Regions from separate parts of the Mus musculus genome. Here region 2 is linked to region 1. Evidence: chromatin contacts called from public Micro-C data. All regions are on one chromosome and are shown on one strand. The core of a region is the stretch at or near the end of the contact, and the rest is flanking DNA. Distances in the headings are between cores, read along the strand shown.

Region 1 (5,660 bases), core at 2,764-5,263:
TCTGAAATGTTTGTTCCAGATTCTGTCCACTCTCACCTTGGGACTCTTCCTCCATGCAAAGCAACGGTGTGGAGCCTTCTAAAGGCTCTCAACATTATCAAAGAACCAAAAATAAATCCAGATTGCCTTGTAAGTGTGAACTGGGTTTTTTTTTCCTTCTTCTTCCATTCTTGGTTGAAAAATGGCTGCAGATACTGCACTCAGATTTTCCAAGCTATAAATCTCTCTTGAGCAAGGACTAGGCAAGGACATTTTTAGCCCCAGAGAATATTTTTGTCAAAAAGATGTGACTGAAAAAAAAAAAAAATCAAGGCGTCACGATGGCATCTGTGTGCTGTGTTGGCTGCGGAGGTCACTGCTGGAAACCAGGTCATCACTTAAGAATCAAATGCCAAATAAGTAAATGAAAGGAAAATAATCCTTAGAAAAAGTGACTCGATTCAATCAAATTCAACAAAAATAGCACACATTAAGAATGAGAAAAATGCTCCTGATCTTTGATTCAGGGATCCTGTCTCTAGACAGTCATCCTAAAGAAAAGCAAGCCACAGCAACATGATGTAAAATGTGGGAGGACCTCAAGAATCAAGACTAGGAATCGGTTAATTAAATTACTATACATTCTTTTAATGGGATTTCTATCTCCATAAAGACATGGAAGGCACTTGTGAGGTAATAGATCATGAATTACTATGTAACAGGGAGAGGATTAAAATGTAGACTATTATAATTATGCAAGCAAGAGTATCTGCACAGATCAGACTAGAAGGAACTGTGTAAAAGTATGGATTTTGTGTAGCAGGGTGGGCTACGTGTATCATTTGTTTCTCCTTACTGTGATAAAGTTTCTGAGGAAAGTGACTTAACGGATGAAGTGTTTATTTGGGATCACAGTCTGACGGTACAGAGCAGAGAGGGTTTGGTGACTTACCAGGAAATGGCAAGAAAGTATAGTTTTTGGAGTCTGAGCTAGCTTGTCACATTTCATTACCAGTCAGGAGAGTGCTCGCCAGCTTTGTTCTCTTTATGCAGTTCAGGACCCCGGACCACAAAATAACAATGCCCGTATTCAGAGTAGGTTTGCCTCCATCATCAGTGAAACCCCTCAGGGAACAATCTCATGGACATACCTAGATGTGTGGCTCCTAGTTGTTCATAAATGTAGTCAAGTTGACAGTGAAAATGACCTATTATACATGCAGCCTTATTTTTCCATGTTTGTAAAATGCAAAAGTGCTATCCATCTAGAAAATTTAGACACCATACAAATTTTATGAGCAAAAATTCCATTAAACAAGTTGTGCTGAAAAAAAAAAAAGCCGGATGTGGTGGCACACACCTTTAATCCCAGCACTTGGGAGGCAGAGGCAGGTGGATTTCTGAGTTCGAGGCCAGCCTGGTCTACAGAGTGAGTTCCAGGACAGCCAGGGCTACACAGAGAAACCCTGTCTTGGAAAAACCAAAACCAAAAAAAATAAAAAATAAAAAAATTGTGCTGTCACTACCAACTACACTTATGCTACGGATGACCGAGAAATGGCCCTCAGAGAATTCTCCCGTCAAAAAGGAAGGAAAAAAAAAGACCAAGCTAGAGTTGAGGCTAGAATGTGAATCTCTACAACCTTAGCCGGGAGAAAGATGTTTAAACAACAGGACTGACGAGAGAAGCTCCTGAATTCTGTGCATGTTCCCTACACATTGCTATTAACTTTCCATCCCATCTTCTGGGAAGAAATTGCAGATAGATAAAAGTTCCCTCCATGGTCTACTGGCCAGTCCTGGCAAGTCTCCTGTCACTAAGGGGGATAATCCCAGAATTCTTTACCAGACACTCCTGAGAGTGACTGAGAGGGCACGAGCCACCCTGGTCAGGTAAAGTGACCCATAGTTTATAGCAGTTAGTTTCACTGGTCAACCTGGCTGGGCCATACTACCTACTCATTTGGTCAAACATCATAGATGTTTCTAAGGAGATATATTTTTCATGAGAGTAATACTTTCATCAATAGACTTCTAATGAAAATTATTCTCCACAGTGTTGATGGGCTTCATCCAAAAAAGTCAAGACACTAATAATAAGAAGAATGACCCCTGGAAGATAAGAATTCTGCCAGCAGATGGCCTTATGCTTAAAGTGAAACATCATCCCCTGCCTGGTCCTCCTGCCAAGGTCCAGCTGGCCTGTCCTCCTTCAAGTTTGGCCTTGCCAGCTACCAATTCCTTTCAAATCTAATAATTGGTCAGTCAGCCAATCTCCTGTCTGTCTGTCTCTCCTGTCCGTGTGTGTGTGTGTGTGTGTGTGTATTGTGTGTCCTCTGTAATATAACAAATGCATATCATATGTATGCAGCACATAAATACTCTTTAAACACACACACACACACACACACACACACACACACACACACACATCCTTCACATACTCTGTTTGTTTCTCTAGAGAACCCCACCAAGACAAAGGCCTGCATCCACAGATGGGTGTGTCCTGTCACCAGGCATAGAAGAGGTCTTATCAGAGGACATCTGTCAAATGAGGAAGGGAGAAAGGAGCTGCTGTTGGGTCCTAGAGCGGAGCTCTCTCGGGCCAGTTGTTCACGTCCTTCTGGGAAATCTCTGTAAATTAAATCAGCTGCAAATTTTTCAGCATTAGTAACTCAGAGCTCCTGACTCTGGACCTGCATGAGTAATAATCTTAAAAACTCAAGCAAAGAGCCAGTCAGCTAAGACCTCAGGACAGGGAAAGTTGACACAAACAGATTGCTGTGAGTTTGAGACAGCCTAGGCTGTACTAGACCAACCTGGGCTACAGAGTGAGGGTCCTGAGAGCTTGTTTCAAAAACCCTGGAAGGGAAGAGACAATGAATATAAGCAAAGTATGTGATGTACGTAAATTAAAATTTCATAACAAGGTCCATTCATCTATACCATGAATAGGTGCTGGGGAAAAAAAACACCAAAATATAAATTAAAGAAATCAGGCCCCCAAAAAGGGAAAGAAGAAACTACAGCTGTCATTTCATCCCCACAGCTGCTCACCAACATCTGCAATTGCTAAGCACACCTGAGCCCACTGCTAATGCTACCCTTGGGGTCTCCAGTGAGATCTCAGTCTTCATTGTTAAAAACAGCTCAAAGACTTGCCATGAAGTCACACTGCTCACAGGACTGTCCTGTTCACAACCTCCACCTTCTTTTCCTGTGAACATTCACAGGCAAGAAGCAATGGTGCCCACTGTTTTTGCTAACTTAACAAGAAATATTATAGAAAGAAGACCATCCTATCCTGTTAGTCTAAAGTGTGTTAACAGATTCTCACTTTTCAAGGCATGTATCAAGTCAGGCATGAGGCTGATGCTTGTCTGTGATCTTAGCCCATTGCAGACTGAGGCAGGGAGATCACTGCAAATTCAAGTCCATACTGGGCTACATATCGAGACCCTGTCTCAGATAAACAAGCAGAAAAGACATTTATCTGCGCATGTTTTAGCTACTATTTTATTTTTTTATTGCCATATCCCTCTTTTCGAAAGAATTTGAATCCTTTAATTTAGTCAGAATATAGTGCTTTTAAATTTTCCTATAGAGTGCTTTTCTTTTTAGGGGATCACAAAAGATCTGATTTTAAAACCACCATTTATAGAACCATTTTAAATCAGTAAAAATGTACTAGAAGTAGACTGGCTGATTCTTTTAACACATTTTTTTTTCTGAAGTGGGTAATCTCTGGCTTGTGTGATTAAATACCTGATTGTTTTAGTGTCCTAATACCAACCATGTTAACAACAGGTACAAACACCATGGTCCCCATGAGGAGAGCCCACAGGAGGAGACCTAAAGCCCCACTTGAAGCTTGGGTGTGAGTGCCTTCACAGGCAGAAAATTAAATTCTTTGCTTTTTTTCTCCATTCTCTTTATTTCCTTTTCAGTGATACTCTCCTGAGGTTTAGTCTTAGGAAACCGGGTCAAGAGTCATCCTGCTCTGAGCCACTTGCTCCTGCCAGAGAGTGGAGTGAGAGCTGGTCTCATTTACAGTCGTGTCACATTTGTGCTCTGAGGAAGCCAGTCTGGCGAGGAGCAGCAGTAGACACCGTGCTGATGTATCAACTCCCTGGAAAGACAAACCCCTGAACCAAAGAGCACAAAGCACAAAGCACCAAGCACCCACTTCAGTCCCCATAGTCATTCTTACAACACTTCCTTCTCAAGTAGCCTAAACTACCTCTCAGGACAGCAGCCCGCTCCCTCCACCTGCTATTGGATTTGCTTTGCTTTGTTTGGAGGTCAGAGACTCAAATATAGAAGGCAAGCATTCTGCCATCAAGTTATATACTCAGTGTGTGTGCACATACACATATGCATGTAGAGACCAAAAGTCAGCCTCAGCTGTCATTCCTCAGGCTCCATCCGATTTGTTTTTAGGATACAGGGTCTCTCACCAGTCTGGAGCATGCCAAGGAGGCGAGGCTGGCTAGCCAGAAAATCCCAAGGAGTGGTCTCTTCCCTCTCCCAAGTTGCTGGTATAATGAGCTTGCACCACTCTGCCTGGTTCTTTTGCATGAATTCTGGGACTGGAACTTTCGTCCTCATGTTTGTGTGACAAGTACTTTCTCAAATGAGCCATCCCCACTCCACCCCCAACCCCTGGCCTTCACCCCTTATGAAAATTTTACTTTGAGGCACAGTCTCGCTAGGTTACCCAGGCTGGCTTAGACATAGCGATACTCCAGAGTTATCATCACAAGTAGCTGTGATTGCAGACATGTACCATGACAGGCTCAAGGATCTTAATCCTGAGCTACCTTCAGGCTCTCGTGGATCTTAAGTCTGTCCAGTTGCAGTCAGATGGGAGAGCGCTCACATACCAGAATTCCTAAGCCCCACCCTGGACTAGTCAAAAGTCTAATAAACTGGGTGGAGCCTCCATTCATTGTCCTGAATCAGGTGGTGTGAATGCTCAGACTCCCTGGACAGACAGACTTCCTAAAGAGAGTTTTGAGAAACTGTTGAAGTAACTCTGTCCTGAAAACTTCCCTTCAAAAGACTCTAGGCTTAGGCCTCAGTCAACAGAGAGGCCCTGAACTCTATGACTTTATACAAAGAATGCCCACTTCTCAATAATGACAAGCTTTCTAAGGCTCCCCAGAGAGTCATGTGTCCAAGAGTTGAATCTATGTCCTGTTGTGGTTTTCTCCCCCCCCCCCCTGAAAACACATGTGTCCTTTTGTTCCATGGTCTCACTTGGCACTGAGTCCCCAGTTCGAGTGCCCATCAGATTAGCTCGAATTCCATGCTTTCTCTGCTCTGACAAGCTAATGCAGAGACCTACAATTACCTGAGGGCTGGTTTGAGCCCTAAATGGAACTAATGTCTGCCCTGACCAAATGCCTCAAGACCCACTCCTTTTCTCCCCCTCCTGTAAATCGCTGCTTTTATAGGCTGTCTTCCAGAAGCAAAGCCCCAATCCAAGGTAGAACTGTACGCCTACTAGATTCTGTTCACAACTATTGTTGAATCGTTGCCATGTGCACTACATTTCGAAAGCCTAGCAAAATGGACAGTGTCATTCTTACAGTGATAGGCAGAGCTGCTACCTCCGTACAACCTCACTTTGTATGTACTAGAAGTGAAAAGAAAGGACTAGCACCTTTGCCTCCCATAGG
Region 2 (5,688 bases), core at 1,771-4,270, 190 kb after region 1:
GTCGCCCCTGTAAGAAAATGGAAAAGCCTGTAGGTTTTACAAGAGTACTGCTGTGGGCCCAACAGAACCACGCCCTATGTAATTGTACCGACTCATTTTTGTAGCCCACAGAGGCCCACAACTTACAATTAGCCCAGGGTAGGCCCAAACTCTTGGCAGTCCTCCTGCCTCAGCTTTTGAGCTCCCATACCTGGCTACCTAATCTTGCCAAAAATTAAAATAAAGGACTTCAGAACCACATGGGTTGGTTAGGTCCTATAGCATCTTCCTGAAACATATGGAAAGAGACGCTGAGCCATGGAAGACAAGCCTGTGCATTGCCTGGAAGGCAAGTGAATGCAGATGAAAATGACTGTGTTGACATGCACAGGGCCCCAGGAAGAAAACAAACAAACAAACAAACAAACAAAAAAACTGAGGCCCCAGATCAAGTCCCAGGACTTCCGGGCTGGTTCCAAGAGCCAGGTCTGGAAAGTAGACTTCTTACTTCTGTCTCTTTCTCATTTCTCTACTCCAGCCTGTCTTGAGTTTGAGCTCCAAACCTGAGCACTCATCCAGCACCCAGTGGTAGGCATTCCTGGCTCCCTTGCACACCACTTCTGGGTATCCACATTACAGTCTAAACTAAATGAAGACACCCCTTTCTAATGGGTTTCACCAATTTACCACTAGGGTAGGAATAAGCTCCAGCTAGCTCTGTACATAATGGCTAAGATGCATAGATTTGGTTCTTTGAATAAAGTATCAAAGTGACATTTCTTTATATGCTCATTATCATCTACCTCCCTAGCACACAAATAAACTCCAATCAGCCTGGAGGCAAAAATGAACCCAGCAAATGTCCAAGTTCTAGTGATTGCTATGAGAGCTGAGCCATCTCGCCATCTCCTGCTTATGAAGGCTCTTAAGAGAGCCACACGGAGCCCTGGAGGCTTTTGCTTGTTATTCTGTATAAAATAGCACTCTGTATATCCTAAACCTATCTTAGAGATATAGCCTAGATTTGCTGATCAAGAGTTAAGCAAAACAACAGAATGTAACACAGAGGGGGAAATCCCCTCAGTTCTTCCACCAATAAACCTGTGTCATTCATTCTGTAACCTTTGCCACGCCTCTCCCCAGTGTTACATCATATACTCACATTTGTGGTCTTTTTATAGTAGTCTATGTTGTTGATATCCCTGGCCAGGCCAAAGTCTGCTATCTTCATCACATTGTTTTCTGTTACCAACACGTTTCTGGCAGCCAAATCTCGATGGATACACTGCAATCAAAGAAGAAGAAAGAGAGATATAATCCCAACATGTTTTGAGAACCAAAAGAAAAACACTCTTGGAAAAAAATGCAAGACAGAAAATAAACCCCAAGTCAAAAATTGGGTGCAGACTACTGCAAGAGCCATCCTGGGCTGCAAACTCAACCAGCTGACTAGCATCGACAAGAGGCTCCCACAAGGCATGGTAATCATTCATTGTAATCTAAATAAACAAACAAAGGCCCTGGTCATCTCAGAAAGTAACAGTTGATTATATAACCACTTTCTCTTTTATCTTCAAGTGTCTACAACACTGCTGTATCTCCGGTAGCTTCACACAAACTTGACATCAGATACCATGCTAAAGTCTTTGAGCTCACACTTGCTCTCTCTACCCAGGAAAGCCTGACTTTCAGATGACAAAGATAAACTCCAACAGTCTTCATTTCATGGCCACTTCTCTAACAATGTGACCTGATGTTCTACAAACAGCGAAGCCTAGCTCTATCATTTCTGCCTTTCCTTTCCCTACGTGGTGTCTAGTCTGGCCTCTAGGCTATACAAAGACCCTCTTCACTGTTAGACCCAACTGATCTCTTCTGTTGCCCCATGTCTGCCATCTCTGCAGCTCTGGACACTGCAGAGGTCTGTTTCTAGAAATGGTTCCTTCGTAGCAGCCTCCCCAAATCTTCCTCTTGCTTCACTCTCTTGCAGATTCAGGCTGACTCTTCTCTTCCCAAATCCCTTAAAGCAAAGAAACTGTGACATGCGGTTTGCGTGTTTCTTCGATCCTGTAGCATCAATTCTTAGATGCAGAAAGCAGCTGCAAACCCCTACCTCCATCCTGGCCCCTGCTGAGACTCAGGATGTTTCCACAGACAGTTGTGCCCTCTTGACATCTTAAAGCCAATGCTTCTACTCCTCTGATTCTTTTCTGTTTGATTTTTAATCAGAAAGGATCGTGCTCTAGACTCGAGTCCTGACCATTCCAACTCCTAGATGGCTCCAATGTCTGTCCTCTACTGCTCATCCCTTCGGCCAGGCTGTGGTCACTGTCCTTCCCCTACCTCTGTGGACTGCTGCCCAGAAACTTTCTTGATTCCCCCTTTCCATCTTTTACATGATGTGCTTGCGACACAGCCCAGCATGTCCTCTCCTGGCTCCCTGCCCAGCCAGTACTCATCGGTCCACATTCTTAGGTGCAGTTTGTTATAACAGCCAGCCTGTGCAGGGGTGAAACTGTGTCTGTACATACATCAGGACCCGCTACTGCTATGTTTGCTAGGATACATCTGATGGGAGGATGTTTTGTGCCAATAGGAACTACGGTCTCAGGAAGGTCTGGTCATTACTGTTTGTTTCCAAAGGCCAGGCTTTCCTTCACATGGATCTACCTCTGTGTTTTAGAAGTGCATCACCCTCAAATGCCTTTATATAAGTTACAAACCAAGGTTAACTGTCACATGAAGCAGAGAGACTTCCTCTACTGGATGAGCAAACTAGGAACGCCTTATTGTAAGCTCTCCATGAAACGACCAAGTAAAAAAACGAAACCAGCCTAACTGTGTTTGAAACATGAATAAAGAATTATTTTAACTCTGCCCTCACCCACGCCCAAGCATCCCCTGTGTTCCCTTGCATGTGTGGGTGGGCCAAAACTCAGAGACGAGGAAGCAGGCAAGCCACCCAAGTCTTCGTGTCCCCAGCCAGACTAGGAGCAGGAAATCTGAGAGCTCCCGGGGCTGCCTGCAGCTAGTTCTGCCTGGGCTGGAGTGCAACGCCGGTTTGGAGGCCTCTTCAAATTCAACTTCCAAGGCCCTGGCCAAGTTCTCCTGGTAGTGTGTTCCTGCTGACATGTGCTCTCTGAGTTTGGCAGTCTGAGTGGTCAGAAGAATCTAGCTTCCCCTGCAGGGGGCTCCGACCACACAGAGGCTCAGCTGGGACAGAGAGGCTGCCATAAGCCACTGCTACCTACCATCTTGCTCACTCTCTATCCCAGGAAGCTGGAAAATACCAAGAGCTAAACAACTACACGGTGTCTGGCCAATGTAGGCTCTCGAAAGGTGGCTGGCAGTCAATGATCACCATGTTATTTGTAAGGACACGTCTATGCCTCGCTGTTTCTGCAACCCCCAAATGTACTCATTCTCTCTTTGCAAAGTTCATGTGACAGCCCTTGCTCCACTTTACCTACTGGCTGCAACCTAAAAAGTCCACAACACTGGGGTGGGTCAGAACCATGAACATAGTTGTGGACCAGCACGCTCCTTCCCCGACTCTGAACAGGGACAGACAGCTGATCTCAACTTCAGCCCAGAAACCCTTTTAGTGGCACCAGGGGTGACACTCTCTGCCTCCTTCATCTCAGCTTCTCCCTAATTCCCACCATATGGAAGTCACACCCTCCTCTTTGGCCTCATAACGATGTGTGGCCCTTCATGGTTGAGCTTCATCCTCTGGCTTGCTGTTGACAACTTCTCTTAACTGGCTCTCAGAGATGTTCAATGCAAGCTCTGCATTTCCTACAGAAATTACTCCCTGCCCTGCTTCCTGGCTCCTAGGTCTTCCTCCCATTGGGAAGGTTCACCACTGTTCAGTTTCTCCAGTCAGACATTCTTGTCTTTGATCACTCTGCTTCCCCTAATCAAACTACTACCATGACAGCAGAACTTGCCCAGATTCCAACTACCAACTTCTTTCAGTGTCTTGGGACCTGATAAAGTTTGACCCAAAGAGGAGCTCAGTGATTGCAATGTACCACACACAAGAGCAAACTGTAAAGCATACAGGACCCTGAGACTCACCTTTGATAGCTCTACATAGCCCCAAGGGCCAAGCTCAGGGTCCCAGCCTTGCACTGTAAGGCCCCAAATGAAGAGGGGCTTTATTGAAATGTCTCTGATAGTTTATACACTTACTCTTTAATTCCACATTTACTGGCATCCCCCCCCCCCCACTGTTACTCATGACTCCTGTTTTGAGAAATCAAGAATGACACCTCACTGGACAGCCTGGCCCAGAGAACAAGTTCCTGGGGAGTCTTGAGGACTAAAGAGGACTAAGGAAAACGAAGAGCCAGTTCTACCACTGCCCCATCAGCAGCAAGCCCACTGCATGCAAGCATCCCCCATCTCCTACCAAGAAGGACACACAGCAGCAACCAAGCCTGGAGCTGACAGGCTGCCTACGGCTGACTGCCCGGCCCAGGGTTCCATGTGCAATAGTTCAAACATGTCAAGAGGAAATCATGCCACAGCTATCCACATCTGCCAGACATTAAATCAAATACACATATATGTGCGTGTACACATATAAACACATATACAAACATGCACATACACACATACATATATATATATATGCACATGCATGTATACATATACATAAAATGCAGACATCTTGGTTCCTCAACATTTCCTAACCTAAAACCCAAAACATTTGCAGTGTTGGTGAGATGTCATGAGTGGAAAGTTTCAGATCATAAACCTTTGTTTTATGCATAAAATTATGAAGGATACTATGGCTATCCTGAAGCTCACTTTGTAGAGCAGACTGGCCTCAAACTATCTCTGCCTCCCGAGTGCATGCACCACCACTGGCCAACAAATGTCTGTTTCTCCTTGATAAAGATTTTCTCAGGGGCACCCTGCTCCCACTATGTGCACACACACCATGCATGTATAAAATCAGAACTCAAAACTCTTCAAATTTGGCTTCTTAAACCCTCTATATCAGAAAGTTTTATAGTGGTTTCAAAAAAAAAAAAAAGAAAGAAAGAAAAGATAAAAGAAGGAAAACGTATAAGCTATAAGCTGTAAACTCTCAAGAAAATAGAAAAAGAAAAAAGTAAATAAAACAAAGCACAACTTGGAGCACATACTAACTCTAAGCCATGTTCCCAGGTGATGGAGAGCAGGCTGAGAAGCAGTATGTGGCACCTGTGCCATCTGACCAGGTCACCTCACTCACTCTTAACACTAATGAAGCCCCTGGGGGAATCCAGATTAATGACCCTTCTAGTAGGCCAGGCTCCAAGTCATAGAGAAGCGCCCCTCCAGGGGATCCTTTGTCTTTGGCAACCTGAGGAGTTAGAGACAATGGAACTGCAGCAAGCTCCACTCCAGGTAGGAGCCAAGCATCTCTATGGGAAGAGCATAAGTATGGAAGTGAGGAAAGGTATCTTAGGTCCTCTGAAATCCCCATGAAAAGTCTGAGCACCTGCCTCACAGCTTCCAGAATAGCTGGAATGCTTAGCGTTCCATTGTAAGTGGCTGGCTTGGAATGCCAGCCATTTACCTCAGGGGACCTGGCCAACTTCTGACCACAGAGTCACCGAAGGAGACAAAATAAACAGATATCCCAGACTCTTGATGTCAAAAATACTTCTGTGCTCAATCTCCATTCTCAGATCATTTAATTCCACATCGAGCTCA

What was found. A called contact is a pair of places that touch in the nucleus more often than the background predicts.
Region 2: a Micro-C map of brown adipocytes shows a contact between it and region 1, with 2.9 times the contacts expected there. The contact joins two enhancer-like sites. A contact is called at or near these places in 1 of 484 Hi-C or Micro-C datasets (brown adipocytes), 1 of 115 datasets of contacts at active chromatin or transcription factors (embryonic limb bud) and 2 of 9 other capture datasets (liver and pancreatic islet).

The regions. Positions count from the first base shown.
Region 1 is chr7:129,978,533-129,984,192 of GRCm38.p6, forward strand. It overlaps Gm4265 (predicted gene 4265), which reads left to right. Exons shown (of 4, transcript NR_046077.1): 4 at 20-137. Among named protein-coding and RNA genes, the nearest start is that of Gm4265, 19 kb to the left of the region's middle. Within about 2 kb of position 4,014, at least 18 of the 459 cell types and tissues checked have an H3K27ac peak or open chromatin away from gene starts, as enhancers often do. A contact at or near this core is called in brown adipocytes, where this site is marked.
Region 2 is chr7:130,171,676-130,177,363 of GRCm38.p6, forward strand. Fgfr2 (fibroblast growth factor receptor 2) reads right to left here. Exons shown (of 18, transcript NM_010207.2): 14 at 1,142-1,264; 15 at 1-7. Among named protein-coding and RNA genes, the nearest start is that of Gm39096, 80 kb to the left of the region's middle. Within about 2 kb of position 3,021, at least 21 of the 459 cell types and tissues checked have an H3K27ac peak or open chromatin away from gene starts, as enhancers often do. A contact at or near this core is called in brown adipocytes, where this site is marked.